Regions from separate parts of the Mus musculus genome. Here all the other regions are linked to region 1. Evidence: chromatin contacts called from public Hi-C, HiChIP or PLAC-seq and promoter capture Hi-C data. All regions are on one chromosome and are shown on one strand. The core of a region is the stretch at or near the end of the contact, and the rest is flanking DNA. Distances in the headings are between cores, read along the strand shown. Region 1 holds the start of Nell2 (NEL-like 2). Region 2 overlaps LOC100043315 (a long non-coding RNA gene). Region 3 overlaps Tmem117 (transmembrane protein 117). Region 4 overlaps Gm31075 (a long non-coding RNA gene). Region 5 has its middle 13 kb from the start of Gm31075. Region 6 overlaps Tmem117 (transmembrane protein 117). Region 7 overlaps Nell2 (NEL-like 2).

Region 1 (2,700 bases), core at 29-2,528:
AAATAATCGTAGCAGTAGCATTGCCTTCCCCTCGCCGCTGATCGGCACGGGAGAATGGGGAGCGCTCCATGGTAACCGTGCTTCAAGTACAGACATGTGCAGTAAAAATACCATAAAGGAATTCCTCTGGTCAGGCACCACAGCGCCGAAACTTTGGGAGGTCAGTATTTTAACCAAGATTGAGCTATCTTGTTTCCTTCCCAAATCCATTCCACCCAAATGAGGCGTTTGTGTTACAATTTATTGTTCCCTAGACGCCCAAATCACCCATCTGCCTCTGGAGTTTCTAGTCGGTAATTAAGGCACTATCCATTAGAACCACCAAGTGCACCAAGTAAGGAGGAGGAAAAGGAGTGCGAGGGGGAGGAGGGGAGGAGAAAGAACCCACTTAAAAAGAGTCAGACCCTGAGCTCACAGAGACCCCCTCGCCCCAGCTGGGACTCTCCGCCCGCTCCGTGCAGCGTGCAGCGCCAAGCCAAGTTACCAGAAGCCGCAGAGCCAGCTCCCCGCAACACACATGGGGCTCCACACTGGGCCATACCTTGGAAGAGGAAGGCTTTCGTCCCATTATGCAGTCCCGGGACTTGGCGCACTCCATCTGTAGACTCCCCAAGTTCTAACTCTGTTAAGACGTCAATCTGTAGGGAGGGGTCCACACCAAGCCCCCAAACTGGTGGGAGTGGGGAAGGGTAGGAAAGAAAGAAAGAAAGGGGGCCATTAAAACGCAAGCTTCTACAGCAGCAAAGAAAGCACGCGTCTTGGCGACGATATTGGAAGTGCTGACAAGAGGCAACTCGCTCCTCCACAGGGAGAGCCTTACCTGGACGCGCTGTCAAGCTTAAAATAGCAGAGCGCTGGGTCCCATCTCCTGACCTACTTTAAGCCCCTCTCTGTGCAAAGTTCCCCCTCAGCCACAGACCCTAAGGGTGTGACCCGCCTCGCTGTCCCCAGGACAAGCACAGAAAGGACCCAAATGCAAATCCTCCAGAGCTCCCCAATCCAGAGGGACACCGGGCGGCGACCCCATGGCGGGGAACATCCCGGCCCTGCTCGGCGGCCACTCACCCGCTCCAAGCCCGAGGATCACGCAGAACGTTCTCAGTAACACCCGGGATTCCATGGCGTGCATCGTCTCAGTCCATCGTCTCCCTCTTTAAAAATAAAGATAAAAACCAAGAGGTGCTGGGAGTGAAGCGGGAAAGCCGCGCTGGCCCCTCCTGCGACCGCCTCGGCGTCGCCACCCGGGCTCAGACACCTAAGACCGAGCGGGGCGGCCCCCCCCGGGTGCGCGCCGAACTTGGAGCCGCCTCTGCGCGCATCGCTCCCGCACGCGGCGGGCCGCAGCCGGGTCAGGCTCTCGGGGACCTGCGGGGACCTGCACCGAGCAGCGCCCCGCCGAGCCACGCGGCCCGGGCGCGCACGCAGAGGAAGGGAGGCGGCTTCGGGAAAGCCGGGCCGGGCCGCCCCGCACCCGCCCGCGCTCCCGCGCCCGAACCTGTTGGAAAGGCGGAGACAATGGCGAGAGCCTGGAGCCGCCGAGACCGCTCCGGGAGGGCGGGGCGCGAGCCGGGGCGCGGGCGGGGCGGCCTCTTTTTCCCCCTGCACACGCAGCGCCTGGTCCAGCCAGCCCTGCCCGCAGAGGTCCTCAACCACCCTCGCAAGCCCGCAACCGCAGCCTCCGCTCGGGATCCTAGGATCTCAATGCCAGGTGCCAAGTTGATGGGCGGCGTTTGCACTCACCCCCTCGAAATCGGGCGCGTGTCTCCAAAGCCCGGCGAGAGAAAGGACCACCCAGCCGCAGGAGGCGAGGTTGCAAAGAAAGGCACCCGGCCGCCTCGGGCAAAAGAGGGAAGCCCTCACTTAGACACTCACGCTGCACGGCAGCCCCGGCGCAGGGCACCCCCTCCCGGGCGGGAAAAGGAACCCAGCCAAAGCACGCAAGACTCCTAGGTGAAGCTGGACAGGCGCGGGAGACCGAAGGAGATGGGTAGTGAGCAGGGGAAGCCTGGCCAGCCCAGACTGAGAGGCTTTCTGCCCAGGGCGGGGCGCTGGAGAGCCTCCAGGCGCAGACAGCACACAGAACTTAGCCAAGTGCCAGGAGCTGCTGGACAGCTCCAGAAACCTTAGAGTGCTTCCCAAATCCAAAGTCCAGGACACTACACAGCAGCAAGGGTCAAAGGGCAAGGCAAGGGGATTCTACCCACTGAGAAAAACAAGTGTCAGTACGTGTTAGAATGAATAGATGATACAGATAAGACTATGTATAGATGGATGGATGGATGGATGGATGGATGGATGGATGGATGGATGATGGTAGATGAATGGATAGATGAAGGATGGACGATAGGATGGTAGATAGGTTGATAAGTAGGTTTGTAGATACATAGTAAGATAAGTATATTTTTATTAAGTAAAAGATTGAGCCCAGGAAACTAAGAAGCCCACTCACTGTTGACCATACTCATGTAGACTTTACTCACCCCCCCTCCTCATACATTCTTAGGACTAAAAGAGTGGGATTATTTGTGATTATTAGAAGACTGAATAAATAAATTAAACATCAACGACGTGTATATTTTTCGAGTGCTACCTAAATTTTGCATTGAATTTTTAAGTCAGTTCTCTTCCATCATGGATAAGTTAGTTTCAAGAGTGAGTAAAACACCCATCTGTTTCTAGAGAGCTCTGAGTCCTCCTCCA
Region 2 (2,700 bases), core at 172-2,671, 390 kb before region 1:
GATGTCTTGTGTTCAAGGGGACATGGTCTCCGGAAGCAAAGCTGTAGGGATAAAGTACAGACTGGCAGTTCTACTCCTGCAGAGACTCTCTGATTGAAGTGTGCATTATGCATGAATGTCTGTACATTATGAGTGTGTGTGTGTGTGTGTGTTGTATGACAAAACTTCCCAGAGAGATGCAACATACCCATCTATTCATCCCAAATAGGGAAGCCATGATAGACCGAAGTACAGATACCACCAAAGTCCAACGTGGTGAACCAATGAGTTTAATTGGGGTTACTTACAGGAATATGGGTGAAGGGTTACTCCCAGGAGCAGAAATGACACAAAGACAGCCACATCACCAAAGTCCTCCCCAGCATGAGTGACAGCTCACAAAGCTGGGAACCTGGAGGACACTGCCTGCAGGCAGCTCAGCAGGTAGAAAGGTGTCCTTTCCAAGTGGGCTCAGCCTCGTCCAGGCAGCCTATCTGGTCTCAGAGTCTTCTTTTCAGGCCCTAAGAGACTAAGAGGCTTCTTGGAAGCTCAGTTTCACGCCTCTGAGAGGGACTCTCAGCTTTTCTCTCTTACTCTAGCGGGGAGGGACCTAGGGAAGCAGGTGGGTTAACATGGACTTATGAGTTGTTTACCTTCCTGCCTAAGGAACTTCCCTACCGGATGGAATGTTTCCATCTTGATACAGTGTGTGTGCGTGTGCGCGTGCGTGCGCAGGAGTACCCATGTTATTCCTCTCATGTAGAAGTTCTCCCCTCCAACCTAGATCTGAAGTAGGATATTTACTATTCCCTACAACACAGTTCAAGCCAACTGGCCCCAAGCTAGCTGGCCTGTAAGCTTTGGGGGAATTCTGTCCATGTCTCCCAGGTCCCCACAGAAATGCTGAGAATAAAGACTCAAGCTAATACATCTACTCATAAGCACCCCACCCACACTCATTAAATCAGTTGTCATAGCAACAATGTAATCTAGTACTAGAACCACCGTTTTTCACATTCGTGGGAAGATTAAATAACTACTAGTACCACAATGTTCATAGTGAACAGAGCCAGGATGCAGGCTGCAGGAATGATCTTGTGATAGTTACTCTGAGTAGTCTTGTATAGCCTTTGAGATAGTCAGCATGGCAGGCACGGGCTGTGGTGACGACATACATTCTCCTATAGTGTGTTCATCCTCCGTGCTACACTGTACCAAGCTGCACTGTTATGCTGCGCTGCCCCGTGCTGCACTGTCCCGTGCTGTCCTGTCCTGTGCTACACTGCCCTGAGCTGCACTGCCCAGAGCTACACTGTGATGCTGCCCTGCTTCGTGTACTACCCTGTGCTGCGCTATCCCATGCTACACTGTCCTATGCTGTGCTGCCCCGAGCTGTGCTGCCCTGTGTTGCACTGCCCATGTCATGCTGTCCAGTGTGTTGCTACACTGCCCCGTGCTACACTGCTCCGTGACGTCCTGCTCCATGCTGCGGTGCTGTGCTGCCCAGTGCTGCGCTGTCCCGTGCTGCGCTATGATGGCGTCATTGTCCGTGCTTTTGCCCACATGCCTCACAATGTGCTGCTCCTGTCCCCCAGCTCCATGTTCGGACTAGCCATAGGCCATTCGTTTACATTTCTTTTTCTTGAATGCCATCCTCCAAATGTCCACGCAGTCAGCTCTCTTATTTTATTTTATTTTTTTAAGTCCTTGTTCAAATGCCACCGCCTTGGGGACTAGCAACATGACCCTCATCTTCCCATGTTCCCGAGGAAGCTCACCCTGGTCAACATTTTCAGTACCCAGTCATAATGCAGCTTATCATGTGTATGTGTCTCCACCTCACCTCTGCCCCTCAGTGGACTACAAGATTCACGAGGTTAGATTTTTTTTTTCTGGTCACCTCAGAGAATTAGTCCAATTGCCAAAAAACATGCCTGCTGAGCAAATGCCAGCTTCCTTTCTTCTCTCCTGTATTTTGCCCCCCCACCCCCCTTTCCCTGAAGCCTCAGCTGATGCCCCACTCGGTCAAGGAGACCTTCTGTAACTGCTACTCGGCTCCCAGGCTGTGGCTCTTTTGTACTTTTCTGTCACCATTGCCAAGTACAGTGTGTCAGATTCTGTGTCTGCAAGCCACTGATTACGGCATCTCTACAGCAGGGAAAATGGCCACAGGATAAGAGCCGTTCAGCTCTCCATTGCGTCCCCCAGGCCGAGCATGCTGTTATGTGACAAGCCTTACATATAAAGAAACAAGGAGCTGCTGGATACAATAATGAATTCCCACTTGCTCCCAGCCTGTGTCAGACGACAAAGGGCTGTGGGAATCCCATTGGTGGGTCTCTTGTAGCCAGTTTCTATCTTAATTTTCTCAGCAGGTTTGTTGCTGTGATGGTTAATTTTATGTCTGTTTATTAAGCCAAACATTCAGTCAACAACTATTTTAAGTGTTTCTCTGAAGGTGTCTTTGGCAGGATTAACATTTTACACCAACAGTCTGAATAAAGCAGATCGCCCATCCCAATGTGGGTGGGCATCTCATGCAATCTGTTGAAGGTCCAAATGGAATTCAAGAGCTGATTACGATGGGCAGAACAGAAGAAACTGCTGGCTCCTCCTGTCTGTCTGTCTTTGAGCTGTAGCTCAGACAAGACCTGCACAATCAGCTCCTTGAGTCTCTGGACTGCCTAGTGGTGATCATGAGCTCGCCAACTTCCATCAGCT
Region 3 (2,700 bases), core at 45-2,544, 480 kb before region 1:
TTATAACGATTAGACTACAGTTTCGAGTATTTTTGATAACTCATGCTGAGTTATCTATGGGAAGCAAAGCTGTACTTCTGCAGCAGGATCCATTCTTCACACAGCTTGGCACCCAGAGATATATGGCCTCGGCATAAAATAGCTAAAATTGCGTTTCCCGGCAGTTGCCCTCCACGCAGCCCCCTCTGCACTGGGGTCAGGCAGGAGGCTGAGAACACATTCATCTTCTTTTTCATTTATATTCACTTTTTGCCTTTTTCACTTTAGCTTCTTCATTAAGTCAGACATACATGCGTGGTAACTTGAAGTTGTAAAAGAAGCACTTTGCAGAACGAAAGCAACGTGCTTTTGATTGGGGAAACAATTTCAGTAGTGGTAAGCTGTAGAAATAATCAGTCTTCGTGGGGAGTTTTATGTCTTCTCATTTCTCTTAATAATTGTATGCAGAACCGTAATCTCTGGGAAGGGCAGTCAGTTAGAATTAATCTGATAAGCATACTCGTAATATATAGCTTTTATTAGTATTAAAACTAATAAAGTCAGCAGACCCAAAGTAAATAGATTCATGGTGCAGTGTTTTTACTATTATTGCCAAAGGCTGTGGTAACTAAACTTTCATGCTTGGTATGAAAGCTAAATGACGCACAAGAATTTGAAAAATGAGTTTTCTGCACCCCATCTCCATCTGGTTGTATATTTTATTTCGAAATCTATCTATCTTCTGGTGATTACTGCTTTAGACTGATCAAACTTCTGTTGGAATTTACTCATGTGGATAGTGGCTTTGTTAATTTGTCTGTCCGTGTCCCTCAAAATAGAAATGTTGGGTGTGGGTTTAGTTCCCATTGAGCCAACGCTCAATGGCGGGTACACAAGCAATGACCTGGGGGTGCTCTGAAAAGATGTGGCGTTCCACAGCATCCCTGGACTGTGTTTCCCTGGAGTTGGTGTGGACAGACGCTCCCGCATGGTACTGGCCGGCTGGAGGTCCATTTGTTTTTTAAACTAATAAGTCTTTGGTAAAACAATTCATCTAGAGAAGTTTAAAATACACTCAAGGGTTTGCATGTAGAAAAAGCCAAACCACAAACGTTACACGGTTCATTCTGCCAGCCCTGAAAATATAGGCTTGATTCTTCGGGAAAATGTCAATGATAAAAACCTAAAGGAATCCTTTCCCAGAATAATTGGACCAAGGTGCTCTGTGGCTTAGCCATAGCACCAGGAGGCGGTACATAGATCAGGAGTGGTGAATGCAGCAGGCAGCCGCTGACCTAGAGAGCACTAGGAAGCATCTGTACCTCATCTAGCTGGAGGTAAAAACTCAGCAGATCTGGCACAGACTGGGCAGTCTCTGCAGGGCTGTGGTGGCTCGCTGGCTTTCTGCCACTTCCCATGCAAATTCACAGGCATTGTCTTCTTTGGTCGGTTTTAAAAGTTGTCCTTTGTCAAACAACAATATTGGCACACATGCTCAGTTACAGAGGAGCAAAAGGTGCCTGACCTAGGTCCCGTTGACCCTTCTCTGTTTGCCTTTTTCTGGTGCTTAAGCCCATGGTGTCAATAGCACCTCTGGCTGGAAAGACAGCATTGGCAGAGTAAGGTTGGCCCTAGTGCTTCCTCCTTAGATAGTCAGTGACTTCTGAACTATTTTCTTCTACTTATTTCACCTTGATCTTTTTCAGTTGTTCTCCGGCTCTGACCCCTTCCACAGTCTCTGCTGTGTCAGACATCTCCATATGAACGGGAGTCTCCCACACGATACACAAAAACTCCTTCCGTTACCTTAGCATCTCCTTTTGTGTTGGATGACGTCATTGCTCATATGACCAGCCACCCCATCTCCAGAGTAAAGAAAGGCTTGTGGCTTTTTTGTGGCACTAACCTTTGGCACTCCTGTCCAATGTGCTAACTGCAGGCTCATCCCTCAGGACCCCTCACCATTGTCTAGGCTTCTGGAACAACTCTTTAAGGGAAGACTATCTTTGCCCTAGTCACAACTCCACCTACATTCTCTTATGGTCACCTTGATAAGAGGAATCAGGCCACGGAGGGGCAGCAGAGCCACTGTTGGCACCGTGGAATATGAAATATTTTACAATCTTGTAAACACTAAGATTAATTCCCACTCATTAATTCCTTCCACCATGGGTCTCCCACACAGTCAACCACTTGAGTGTCCCACTGCCCTTGCACAGGTCTGTCCCACCCTCGTTGTTTCTGTGCTCCCCCACTAACTCTTCAATTAGCAAAATCACCTCGTCTAGGAAGCCTTTGGTGATCTTAAGTTGTCTCAGTTTCTTTCTTATCCTTGTCTTTTTCATTCTTGGGTGCAGTAATGATGCTCCTATGTTTACGGTCATTTGTTGTTATTTATGTCTATGTCTCCGTTACACTCTGATGTTAGTTGATGCTTTTCTGTTTTCCTTGTTCCCAAATAATGACATGGAGATGTATTGTGTTTATTAAAATGCTTCTTGCACTATAGCTGGGCAGATAATCATGTATTCTAACCCAACTTGATTACTTTCCAGCCATGTGCTCTGTTACCTATCATCTTAGTCTTGCCCTGGCTGCTCCTGCTCTTCCTGTGTCCTCCTGGTCACTCCCTCAAAGTGACTCTCCATCTGGGACCCCGATGGTGACCTCCCCACAAAGACTCTCTCATCGCCACCTGCTCATGGCAACTTACTTCCCTTC
Region 4 (2,700 bases), core at 153-2,652, 330 kb before region 1:
TAAAACTGTTAGGGTTAGAAGAAAATAAACATTTTTATTATTGCTCAAAAAGTCAACTTATCAAGAACAGTAAACACACTCGGCCCCCAGAAAATGCGTAAGAAACTAGATTGACAAGCCACAGTAGGAAAATGATCTAAATGCAGATGCCATCACTCAAGGCTGTAAGCAAGGGAGCACTGAGTTCATGGGAGGTGTTCCAGAAGGAGCAGCTACTGGTGCCACAGGCAGAAAGCCCTACTGACCAGGAGCAGCTGCTGGAAGCGGAAGTGCTGTCCGGTAAGGCTGCATCCGCGCTCCTCACTGCCGCTTCAGCCTGAGCGGGCTTTGACATCTGGGCGATCAGTATGGTAGCAGCTTAGATTTTTTTTGTTTTTGCCTTTGTTTCTCACTGTATAGCAAGCTGGCATCCAGGCTTCAAAAATGCTATGTACTGCCTTAAACCAGGCTTTAAGACTGTGCACTGTAAATCAGCCATCTGCTTCCTTGTGAGTCTGATTGAAAGTTATGAGATTTGTACACACACACACACACACACACACACACACACACGGAGAGATAGACAGGAAGAGAGGCAGAGAGACAGAGACAGAGGATGATACACACATACATAGACAGAGAGACAAAGAGACACACACAGAGGAAGTTGCGGATACAGAGAAAGAGAGAGAAACAGACACATAGACACACAGAGAATGATACACACACACAAGCGTAGGCAGAGAGACAAAGAGACACACGGAAAGAAAGTCACAGACACACAGAGAATACATACACACACACAGATTCAGAGAGAGAGAGAGAGGGAGAGAGAGAGAGAGAGAGAGAGAGAGAGAGAGAGAGAGAGAGAGAGAATTGTCTTCCCTCTCCCTTCAAGCAACATGAAGACTGGGGAAATCCAACCTATAAATGAGTAGGAGACCAACTTGAGTACAACAGAAAAGAATGGTGGAAGAGAAAAAAAAGATGAGATAGAAAATGTAAAGCATGCCAAAGAGTTAAAAATAACTACAGCATGTTTTCATAAAGAATTCAAAGGCACTGATTTAAATGCAGGGCGAGAAAAACTCAGGGTTTTACTTCATTTCATGTTCAGAGCTAGCATTGCTGCAAAGCAACAGTAGCATTCCTCTGTGGGTTCTGCGAGTCGGAACATCACATGCATTTCCACCCTTGCATATAAGAATGGTTTAGATTGACTTGAAGTTATGATTTAACCACACAAAGACATGGAAGATGAAAACGTGACAAGCACAGGGGTTCTGGGGAGGCCGCTCTGGGGGAGTGAGTTGGCTCAATGCTGTGAGGTGTGGCATTTGCATTCTCTACTGAGCAAGCCTGCAGTAAGTGGGCATCTCTTTGGAGCAAATGCAAACACGGAGCTCTGGCTGTCTTCCCAAACCCGCCACGCTGATCCAACCCAGTGGGATAAAAAGTTAAGACAAGCTGCAGAGTCTTACACAGTGCCCTGAAGTGTCTCCTGAAAATGACGAGGCAGAAACCAAAGCACAAAGAGGAAGAATTCAGAAAGGCATGAAGCAGAATTACTCTATCCATTGATCACTTTTCTGAGCCAGGCTAACACAGTCAGACCCACTTACTCCAGCATTCCATCGTCTCTATCTGCCCAGGAAGAATAGGGATGGAAAACAGAAATCAGAAGAGTCCAGCAACACTCTCATTACCTGTCTGTGTGTTTACCCAGAGAAGAAGGGATTAATAACCCAGTTTAATTAACAAGGCAGCTTTGTTTTTAAAGTATGTATTCTGGTGAATGCATGTATGTATGTGTGTGTGTGGATATGCATGTGGGCATTGTAAGTGTGTACATGTGGGTAAGTGTATTCATGCCTGTGTGTATTTATATGTACCCAAACATGCTTCTGTGCACACATATATGCTCAATGTGGTATATGCAACTTTGTATGTGTATGCCTGTGAGTGTATGTATGTACATACAAATGCATGTGTCTGGGTATATGCTGTATTGCATATGTATACTTATACATTCATGTGTGGGCATATTCACATTCAATTGTGCATATGTATGCACATGTACATTTGTGGGCATTGTGTGTATGTATATGCTATACACTCTTTGCACCTTCATGGTATTTACATGATGGCATATGTACATGTGCTAGAGTGTTTATTCATATGTGTGCCTACATATGTTTATATATGTGTGTGTGTGCTTTTGTGTGAGAGCACCTCCATCAGTGAATTGATGGGTGTATATGTTTTTGCCTTGTTCACATATATGTGTGATACATATGACTGTGTGTCCATATTTAACTGTGTGTACATGTATATTTGCATGTATGTATACATGCTCATTTTATGTGTACTCCTGTCCATGAACATGTATGTATGTGCATGCACACTTATATGTATTCAAATGTGCTTATATGTAAAAATATGTGTTTATATTTGAGGTACATATGTGTATATTTGCCTCTGTGTGTTTTTTTTTGCATGAGTACATGTGTATATATGTGTATATCCTTTGACAAAAGTGAAGCGAAACTATCCTGTGTGGCATGTTCTGGGGATGCATCAGTGAGGGAAATAATGATGCTGGCATCAGGGGAGTTAACTTCTAGCTGAAATCTGGCAATAAGCAATAAAATGATAATTATGTTCAGGGATGGTCAATGTTGTAAAGAAAGAATTAAGGGAAATAGACTTGAAAATGTTAGA
Region 5 (2,700 bases), core at 71-2,570, 310 kb before region 1:
CTCTTTTCTATATTGCTGCAGGGAAGATGGGCCACTAAGGCTCCTCCCCACAGTGCCCAGACCCGTATCTGCCATAAAGTCACTAAAAGAGACTCAGTGGATGTGGGTTTACATTTTTCTCCATAGGGTCACACATCATCATAGGATATATGTAAACCAAGATCCCTTATCTTGAAAATAAATTAAAATTTTGCTGTTTTCATACTTCTCCATATTTATTCTTATAGTTTCATTATGGAGATATAAAATTATTTAAAAATAAAGTATTGTTTCTAATTTGTACAGAGTTGTACTCTTATTTCTTACTGTTTACCAAAGCACTGAATACTACAAGTGTGCTATTTAGGTAAGACAGCATGCTTTAAACAAAACATTTTACATATGAGAATCACATATTTTGGTATCTGTCATTTGGAACAAAGACTAATTTCGGAATGTCATGCAAAGCATCTATGAACAATGACGAAACTCAACACAAACACTAGGGTTTGGGGGAGTTGCTCTCCCCTTGGCAGATAGAAGGAAATCAAGCAATGGCTATTCAGATTCTCCTGTCTGAAACTCTCCAGAGCCATCTTAGCCCAGTTGCTCCCCAACAGGTCTGTTCTTAAGGATGTTTACTCTGCAGAAGTATCCGCTCCTTCTTGGAAAACACCGAATTCAAAGATGGAAAACAGCATACCAATACCGAAAGGTCGGGATGAAACAAGGTCCCCTCCCCACCACAGAGGGGACCAGCTACACAGCCGGCAGAGTGTACACAGAGGCAGGGCAGCCTCCTGCTGCCTACAAGCATTCCTCCAACTCGAATCTCTTGGAGATGAGTTTACTGTTGTGGAATGGGTGTTCTGCACTTGGAAAAACCAAACCAAAGTCTTGCTCTGAAAACAATAGTTGCTTCTAAACTTACGCACTAGATCAACGACTCTGGGACCACTGCCGTGCCTGGGTTCTGCTGCCCTTCTGAGGAGCTCTTAACTCATCCGTAACAGGGAGCTTGGCTAAATGAGGTAATGCTTAGTGAGCCAAAGCTCATCTTTTATTCAGCATGTGTAACCTAAACTTTGTTCAAGTGAGTAATTTCTGTTCTCCAACGATCTATAGTATTGACTGCCGCTCTCGAGTGTTGAGGCACTGTTCATTTAGGAAAGGCAATCAGTTTCTCATCTTGGGGTACAGCCTAGGTGTCCAGATGGTTGGAAAGATGAAAGGGGGTGCTGCTGGCATAAAACCAAATCAAACCATGACTCTCTGCCAGTGTGGGAAGCGGAGCACCAGGGTGGTATGCTAGTCATTAAAAATGAGAGGAAAGGGATACAATTCAACATATGTTACTCGTGAAGTAGCTGCCTCTGAATGGTCTGCACTGTGTTCAACCTTAGGGAAAGGGAACTGTGCTGATAGAATCTGCTAGCAATGCTTCCTGCTAAAGAGCCAGGGGCCGGCAGTTTCAATGCATGCCACTTTGTTCTCAGATTCCCAGAATGCAGGAAGAGCTCAGCCACGGCATCTTCTCCAATTATCACAGAGTGAGAAACAAGGCATTAACGGTCTTGGTTTAAAGGGAGGGTGCTCTTAAGGAACAGTTAATTATTGCTTTCAGGGCTCTGCAGATAAAATAATAACCTCCCTGGGGCCTGCTATTTATAAGTCTCTAGGGAGGTGATCACTGCGAACGGATTTGCTGAATTAACATCCCTGAAAAGGCACTCGTGTTCTCTTGCCCTTCTTGGTATTGTGAGTTTTCACTCATCTTGTGACCTATGGAAAGTGGGGCCTGCCAGACACCGATATGCTTATAGTCTTGCCTTAGTTTTTACTACTGTGAACAGACACCATGACCAAGGCAACTCTCATAAGGACAACATTTCAATGGGGCTGGTTTACAGGTTCAGAGGTTCACTCCATTATCATCAAGATGGGAGCATGGCAGCATCCAGGCAGGCATGGTGCAGGAAGAGCTGAGAGTTCTACATCTTCGTCTGAAGGCTGCTAGTGGAAGACTGACTTCCAGGCAGCTAGGCTGAGGGTCTTAAAGGCCAGATCCACAGGGCCACACCTACTCCACCTTCTAATGGTGCCACTCCCTGGGGCAAGCATATACGAACCATCACAAGTCCTAAGCAGACTAAAAATGACTTAGGATATGGTACTCCAGCCTTATTTGACATGTATAAGTAACTAATTGAATATAGCCATAGATGTACAGCTTGCGCACGCTCGCGCGCACACGCGAGTACACACACACACACACACACACACACACACACACTTGTTAATCTCATAAAAGCAAGCAAAATAAATTGTTTCAGGAGATTTCAATAGAGATCTCAGTTACATGTAATGGAGAGTATATAAAACCTTCAGCTTAATGTCTATACTCTTGGACACTAAATTTCCTGTTTGCCAGAGCAGCATGGCAGACAAAAAGAGAGACAGCTTATATTCCGATGATATTTTAAATTAAAGATGAGCAGAAAGCTGGACAGAGGCACTTGTGGCAAACCCAGGAAATATAAAGATACTTAAATGTACATACGCAATAAATATTTCCCAGGCCAACATTCTTAGACATGAACATTTCCCTCACTCAGCTCACACTGGCTTTCCCACAGCAATGATGACTTGGTAACGGAGAGTGACTTCGCCGTCCCTGCTGTGGCTCACAGTGTTTATTGCCTGTCCACATCATAGCTTTCA
Region 6 (2,700 bases), core at 144-2,643, 500 kb before region 1:
CCACCTCCCCTTTCCCCCAGACCCACTCCTCCATTTCCCTTCAGAAAAGAGCAGTCTTTTGAGAATTTGTTTTTTTCAAGTCGGGTTTCTCTGTGTAGCCCTGGCTGTCCTGGAACTCACTCTGTAGACCAGGCTGGCCTAGAACTCAGAAATCTGCCTGCCTCTGCCTCCCAAGTGCTGGGATTAAAGGCGTGTGACACCGCTGCCTGGTGAGAATTTCTTAAAGTGTACTATGGTCCTATTCACTGCCCTTTCCTCCCAGACTTCTTCCTTACTCATGCAACTTTCTGTTTTGGTTTTTTTGTTTTGTTTTGTTTTGTTGTTGTTTTGTTTTGTTTTGTTTTGTTTTGTTTGTCTTTTCCATCAGGTCCAGTTGGGACAGCTCATTTACTGTTGAGTATGTGGCCTTCCGTGAGAAAATGCTCCAGGAGCCGCCTCCCCCTTAAGGAAAACTGAATCTCCATCTCTCAGTACCACTGACCTTACCTCTAGCCTGAGTCATTTGCCAGTTTCCCAATCAGGGCAGAATCTCTGGCAGCCAGACTCTCTCTCCCATGATCCTCTCTCACAGACCACTACCATGACCTATTCAACACCAATCCCTAAAAAAAAAACCCAGAGATTGATCTGTTCTAACATATGAGACATCTGTGTATTTCATATTTATCAGCTGTAGTCTACTGGGGCAACAAGACCCGGCCATATCCTCTTCTAAGGTACTCAACATCTCAAAAAAATTAATGGAAAATTAATAGGAAAATTTAATGAACACTTGAAAATTGGAGGGGTTATTGCAGCCATACAGTCCACATCATTGAAATTTGAGTGAATTTATAGTATATTCAGACATAAAGCTCTCCGCAGTAACACAGTGTTCAGGAAGATAACTAAGTGGAAAGAATTAAAGCTGTTTGGATTATACAAAGGAATAACTAGTTTGTGCTCTGCATCCAAATGCATAATTTCCACCAAGATGATGAAATAGAAGACGTTCATGCTTCCATTGAAAGTTTGATTGGTGTTAAACAGTATGTTAACTGAAAGGCGCGTTGGTTTTCACTTGCTTAAGAATGCTAACAATGCTCACTAAAGCGCCTACATGTTTTTGCATGACAAAAAGGAATATGCATAGTTAATCAGTATGCACTGGGATAATGAGCACGCTATGTGTTTGAGCATCTGCTATATTTATATTTCATTGTGCCCATTAATAGGTAATTTTCCACTGTGCTGTGTAGAAGAAGACTTTTTCTTCTTATTGTTACACAGCAATTTGAAATTAGACTTGTAGTTTTTCTTGCCGCAGTAATCCCGTAGGGTTATTTCCCAACGGGTCCGGCCTTTGAGATAACCACGCCTTCTGCTGCTGCCATTCCCAGTCGGCAAGAACATCACAACAGCCAACGTCAGAGGCCCTGGTGTTTTAATGCTGTTTCTCCACACTTCCAGAGCTGGCTATTAAGATGCCATGGAATGTCCGTTAAGGAAAATGCATCCTGACACATTACACACAACAAGCTAAAGAGCCAGCTTAGGCCTGAACTTCTGTGACAGGTTACAAATGTGGTTTCCTCTGTGGGACAGTGGGACAGTTAAGTGGTTTCTAAACAGAAGCCGAGTCACCTAAATGCAGTTCCACTAGTATCTCTGCTTGGTCAAACACTTTAGCTGTTCCTCAAGGTGATTAAAAACCTTCTTCTCCTTTCACTACAGAGCATGAGAGTTTATATTAATTGTATTAGTTACAGCCGAGTTCCTTTGGAGGGTCCAGAGCAGCGTCTAACCCACCAGACTGTGAACTTCTTGAACAATGAGCCTCTGTCGTTTGTCCAGTTTTCCAATCACTGTCATTTAGTAAACGTATCACAGATCTGCCTCAGCTCAAATTGAGCTGCATTCAATTCATAAAAACTATCAAGACTTTCTACATGACAAACATCCTTAACCCTATTGAAAATGTGAAGCTCTATGGAGGCATTGCATTCTGCCAGTGAGCACGTGACTCCAGGAGAACGTCAATAGCTCTTACAGTCAGCAGATGTACAGCTATAGCACTACATTCTAGCTAGATACAGCAAATGTTAATATTCATGTCATAAGTTACATTAAAGGAGATCTGTAGTTAAAAATTTTAGGCGTGTGTGTGTGTGTGTGTGTGTGTGTGTGTGTGTTGTTTACTATTTCAACTCTAGAATTTTCTGAAACTTTTGGAGGATTCTAAGGCAGAAGGTATTATTACCAGATAGCTAATAGACCATTAACTAGCTTAGATAATAAGATAAGGTCAGCAGAAGATTGATAATATAAGAAAAAGCTTCACATTCCTTCAAGATAGCTCCTCAATGGCTCATGAGACTGGCGTGAGGCACATAAGGAGTTCCTAGACCCACTGAAGCCTGGAGCGTGAATACATCTTGGTTAAACACAAATTACCGTTCTCAGAGGACTCGCTTCCAGAGACGGCACAGAGCCAACCGAGGGGCAATGGGAGGCCGTAAGAGGCACAAGGTTACCTCAGTCAGAAAACCTTCTATCTCGTTGCAGATTCCAGGAAATTTAGTGTGTCTCAGGGTCCTATGTGGAAATGATTGTGAACACCACAGCTGTGGAGCACCATCCAAATACAAGAAAAACAAGAAAGGAAAAATTCTAAGTGTTCTAAAGACTTAAACTGTACCTGGATTTTATGCTTAGTAGGGT
Region 7 (2,700 bases), core at 4-2,503, 290 kb before region 1:
GAATGCAGACTTGTGAGGCTGTGGTTGTGTGAGGTCCTGAGTTCTTTCCACGGGGAGCTCATTTGGTCCTCATGCCAGTGGGTGACGTGACAAAGAAGCCCTAGGTTTATAGACCAGGACACTGAGGCCTGAAGTGTTGTAAAACTTTCCCGAGGCCCTTGTCGAGATGGTGAAGATGTCTGGATGGAAACCAGGCAGTCAGGACCCAGGTTTGACTCTTCAGCACAAGGCTACTCTAGGGAATGCACAGCAAGAGGTACCAAAGGACCAATGCGAATGGGTTTCTGTTTTTACGTCTAGGGAGAGGACAGATCAAGTCTGTCCCAGTCTTAGAAAATGTGGTTGCTGCTGTACTGAAAGAAGAATGCTACATCACTGGGGAATGGAAGAGGGGCCAGGGAGGACGCTGAGTCTACACTCTGTTAGGGATCTGTTGTTGGATCTCCTCTGGGCTTCGGCATGAAGATGCCTAGTGTTGGATACATAGGGCTGGAGCTAACGAGATAGGACTGGACCAAGATGTGGACTTGGTTCAGATATGTGCTTTTACTATTTATCCTTTCATAAACAGTGCATCAGACTCACATCCAGATTGCATAGCAGACACCGAAAGTTACTTCCTTGGCTCACACACCCCTTTTACATCAATAATTTCACTGTGCTTAACACAGTCCTGGAACAAATTCAAAGCAGTCTAAGAAGGTTCCCTTAATTCAGAAGGGGGAGGAGTCTCAGTCTCTGTCTCTCTCTCTCTCTTCCTCTGTCCCTTCCTCCCTCTCTCCCTCCCTTTCTCCTCTGCATGATACATCTTTTATGTTATGTTCAAGAGTTTTCCCAACACTTTCCACCCTGTTTCATGGACTCTTCTGTTGAGAGCTTACAGCATCCTCTCTCCTGATACACCTACCACTGTAACCAGTGCAGCTGTCCATATGTTCAATATTTACGTGGTGGGTTGAACTAGGTGCACTTAGTTTGTGTGTTCTTATTAAATAAGTAATGTGTGATATTTGGCTTGAACATGATACTTCAAGCTTAATCGAACCACCAAATTGGATATTCTTTAGAAGTTAAAAAAAAGACAAAACTATGGGCAAATAAGCATTAAATATATAATTTTATGGAACACTACTGGATTGTGTTCCCATTTCTCAAAACTTCAGGTATAGGAGAAATGCTGGCACAGAGCAGGAAAGTGGCATTCCAGCTGTCATCTGGGAAGACAGTCTGACCTGCTGGGATGGACGGGAAGGACTGCCAGGGATTTACATTTCTATTTATGCAGCTCGTGAACATATGCGATGGAGCACCACCAAACACACTGCTCTGGCTTCTCCAGTTTGAAATGTGTCCCCCCTTTTAACAATAGAAAAGTGGCACTTTCACTGATCTAACCATATTCTTAAAGCTGGATATCTCTATATACTAATATTACAATTCTGCAAATCACTCTAATTGCAGGAAACGGGCATCTGCAGGGACTTCTGGTCTGTTTCTTTTCTCTTCTTTTCTTTTAAATGGAATCTTTCTTTTTTAAATGTTAATTTTTATTAGACATTTTATTCATTTACATTTTAAATGCTATCCCCTATTCCTAGTTTCCTATCTGAAAGTCCCCTATACCCTCCCGCCGCCTTGCTTCCCAACCCACCCACTTCCACTTCCTGGCCCTGGCATTCCTCTGTACTGAGGCATATGTTCATAGCTGAGACAGAAGGAAGGACCATCCAGAGACTGCCCCACCTGGGGATCCAACACATAAACAACCACCAAACCCAGACACTATTGCACATGCCAGCAAGATTTTGCTGACAGGACTTTGATATAGCTGTCTATTGTGAGGCTATGCCAGGGCCTGGCAAATACAGAAGTGGATGCTCACAGTCATCTATTGGATGGAACACAGGGCCCCCAATGAAGGAGCAAGAGAAAGTACTCAAGGATCTAAAGGGATCTGCAAACTTATAGGAGGAACAACAATATGAACTAACCAGTACCCCCCAGAGCTTATGTCGCTAGTTGCAAATGTAGCAGAGAATGGCCTGGTCAGCCATCAATGGGAGGAGAGGCCCTTGGTCTGGTCTGTTTCTTAAACCTAGGAGGTTGGCTCTTTTAAAGCACTCCTCCAGATAGTGCTGACTTCGGAGTGAATCGTACAGTCTTCTAAGAAATGCTACAGATTTTATTGATCAATCTTAGTAGACGCGGCTTCCAGAACAATGTTTCCAAAGGGAAAACTTTTCTATGTTTGTGGGTTTTCCTTGAGAGGCATTTCTGCATATCTGACAGGTTCCCTTACTATGCCGTCTTCCATTTCTCATGCTTTATTTCAATGCATCATTGTCTTTTTACTTCCTGAATTAAGAGTTCACTTGTTGGTTTTTTGTTTGAACAGTACGTCTATTTAATATGGTAAATATTTATCTATTCTATAGTTCATACCCACGTTGAATTCTGATATAAATTATATGCCTAACATGCTTCAATTTAAAAGATTCCCTATCTCTCCTCAGTGTGGCTGTTTCTTTTTCTGCGGCTTGATACAATACCCTGACAGAAGTGGCTCCAGGGGGAAAGGGTTCATTTGGGTTTATGATTGTCCTCTGCGACAGGAAACTCAGGAGCTGGAGCCTGAGAGAGTTGGGCACATTGTTTCCACTGTCAGGAAGCAGAGAGCAATGAATGCTGGGTATAGCTAGG

The links. Promoter capture Hi-C pulls out the DNA fragments that hold promoters and counts their contacts. Hi-C and Micro-C count contacts between places; a contact is called where the count stands out from the background. HiChIP or PLAC-seq counts read pairs in DNA pulled down with a chosen protein or histone mark.
Region 2: a promoter capture Hi-C map of hippocampal neurons shows a contact between it and region 1, with 4 times the contacts expected there. The contact joins the enhancer-like site here to the promoter of Nell2 in region 1. A contact is called at or near these places in 5 of 39 promoter capture datasets (cranial neural crest, hippocampal neurons, liver and 2 more), 1 of 484 Hi-C or Micro-C datasets (nephron progenitors), 5 of 115 datasets of contacts at active chromatin or transcription factors (astrocytes, embryonic forebrain, embryonic hindbrain and 2 more) and 1 of 9 other capture datasets (embryonic stem cells).
Region 3: an H3K4me3 HiChIP or PLAC-seq map of neural tube shows a contact between it and region 1, with 11 times the contacts expected there. The contact joins the enhancer-like site here to the promoter of Nell2 in region 1. A contact is called at or near these places in 4 of 39 promoter capture datasets (cranial neural crest, embryonic stem cells, frontonasal cranial neural crest and 1 more), 2 of 484 Hi-C or Micro-C datasets (cerebellar granule neurons and cerebellum), 5 of 115 datasets of contacts at active chromatin or transcription factors (embryonic basal ganglia, embryonic hindbrain, embryonic midbrain and 2 more) and 3 of 9 other capture datasets (adipose tissue, embryonic stem cells and pancreatic islet).
Region 4: an H3K4me3 HiChIP or PLAC-seq map of forebrain shows a contact between it and region 1, with 3 times the contacts expected there. The contact joins the enhancer-like site here to the promoter of Nell2 in region 1. A contact is called at or near these places in 4 of 39 promoter capture datasets (cranial neural crest, liver and stem cell-derived epiblast-like cells), 2 of 484 Hi-C or Micro-C datasets (cortical neurons and embryonic stem cells), 8 of 115 datasets of contacts at active chromatin or transcription factors (astrocytes, embryonic basal ganglia, embryonic forebrain and 5 more) and 2 of 9 other capture datasets (adipose tissue and embryonic stem cells).
Region 5: an H3K4me3 HiChIP or PLAC-seq map of embryonic forebrain shows a contact between it and region 1, with 6 times the contacts expected there. The contact joins the enhancer-like site here to the promoter of Nell2 in region 1. A contact is called at or near these places in 5 of 39 promoter capture datasets (cranial neural crest, hippocampal neurons, liver and 2 more), 2 of 484 Hi-C or Micro-C datasets (cerebral cortex and embryonic stem cells), 8 of 115 datasets of contacts at active chromatin or transcription factors (astrocytes, embryonic basal ganglia, embryonic forebrain and 5 more) and 1 of 9 other capture datasets (embryonic stem cells).
Region 6: an H3K4me3 HiChIP or PLAC-seq map of embryonic basal ganglia shows a contact between it and region 1, with 3 times the contacts expected there. The contact joins the enhancer-like site here to the promoter of Nell2 in region 1. A contact is called at or near these places in 5 of 39 promoter capture datasets (cranial neural crest, embryonic stem cells, frontonasal cranial neural crest and 1 more), 5 of 115 datasets of contacts at active chromatin or transcription factors (embryonic basal ganglia, embryonic forebrain, forebrain and 2 more) and 2 of 9 other capture datasets (adipose tissue and embryonic stem cells).
Region 7: a Hi-C map of cerebellar granule neurons shows a contact between it and region 1, with 1.7 times the contacts expected there. The contact joins the enhancer-like site here to the promoter of Nell2 in region 1. A contact is called at or near these places in 5 of 39 promoter capture datasets (embryonic stem cells, hippocampal neurons, liver and 2 more), 1 of 484 Hi-C or Micro-C datasets (cerebellar granule neurons), 8 of 115 datasets of contacts at active chromatin or transcription factors (embryonic basal ganglia, embryonic forebrain, embryonic hindbrain and 3 more) and 2 of 9 other capture datasets (adipose tissue and embryonic stem cells).

Annotation. Positions count from the first base shown.
Region 1 is chr15:95,526,736-95,529,435 of GRCm38.p6, forward strand. It overlaps Nell2 (NEL-like 2), which reads right to left and starts at 1,279. Exons shown (of 20, transcript NM_001356951.1): 1 at 1,066-1,279; 2 at 542-670. The coding sequence starts at 1,129.
Region 2 is chr15:95,135,105-95,137,804 of GRCm38.p6, forward strand. The region is part of intron 2 of LOC100043315 (a long non-coding RNA gene); the gene reads right to left. Among named protein-coding and RNA genes, the nearest start is that of Gm30810, 56 kb to the left of the region's middle. Within about 2 kb of position 1,422, at least 29 of the 459 cell types and tissues checked have an H3K27ac peak or open chromatin away from gene starts, as enhancers often do. A contact at or near this core is called in forebrain and hippocampal neurons, where this site is marked.
Region 3 is chr15:95,048,022-95,050,721 of GRCm38.p6, forward strand. The region is part of intron 6 of Tmem117 (transmembrane protein 117); the gene reads left to right. Among named protein-coding and RNA genes, the nearest start is that of Gm30953, 9.6 kb to the left of the region's middle. Within about 2 kb of position 1,295, at least 4 of the 459 cell types and tissues checked have an H3K27ac peak or open chromatin away from gene starts, as enhancers often do. A contact at or near this core is called in cerebellar granule neurons, cerebellum and neural tube, where this site is marked.
Region 4 is chr15:95,192,754-95,195,453 of GRCm38.p6, forward strand. All of the region lies in intron 1 of Gm31075 (a long non-coding RNA gene), which reads right to left. Among named protein-coding and RNA genes, the nearest start is that of Gm31075, 9.7 kb to the right of the region's middle. Within about 2 kb of position 1,403, at least 12 of the 459 cell types and tissues checked have an H3K27ac peak or open chromatin away from gene starts, as enhancers often do. A contact at or near this core is called in cortical neurons and forebrain, where this site is marked.
Region 5 is chr15:95,215,836-95,218,535 of GRCm38.p6, forward strand. No RefSeq gene overlaps it. Among named protein-coding and RNA genes, the nearest start is that of Gm31075, 13 kb to the left of the region's middle. Within about 2 kb of position 1,321, at least 18 of the 459 cell types and tissues checked have an H3K27ac peak or open chromatin away from gene starts, as enhancers often do. A contact at or near this core is called in embryonic forebrain, where this site is marked.
Region 6 is chr15:95,027,923-95,030,622 of GRCm38.p6, forward strand. The region is part of intron 6 of Tmem117 (transmembrane protein 117); the gene reads left to right. The region is part of intron 1 of Gm30953 (a long non-coding RNA gene); the gene reads right to left. Among named protein-coding and RNA genes, the nearest start is that of Gm30953, 10 kb to the right of the region's middle. Within about 2 kb of position 1,394, at least 10 of the 459 cell types and tissues checked have an H3K27ac peak or open chromatin away from gene starts, as enhancers often do. A contact at or near this core is called in embryonic basal ganglia, where this site is marked.
Region 7 is chr15:95,235,463-95,238,162 of GRCm38.p6, forward strand. The region is part of intron 16 of Nell2 (NEL-like 2); the gene reads right to left. Among named protein-coding and RNA genes, the nearest start is that of Gm31075, 33 kb to the left of the region's middle. Within about 2 kb of position 1,254, at least 1 of the 459 cell types and tissues checked has an H3K27ac peak or open chromatin away from gene starts, as enhancers often do. A contact at or near this core is called in cerebellar granule neurons, where this site is marked.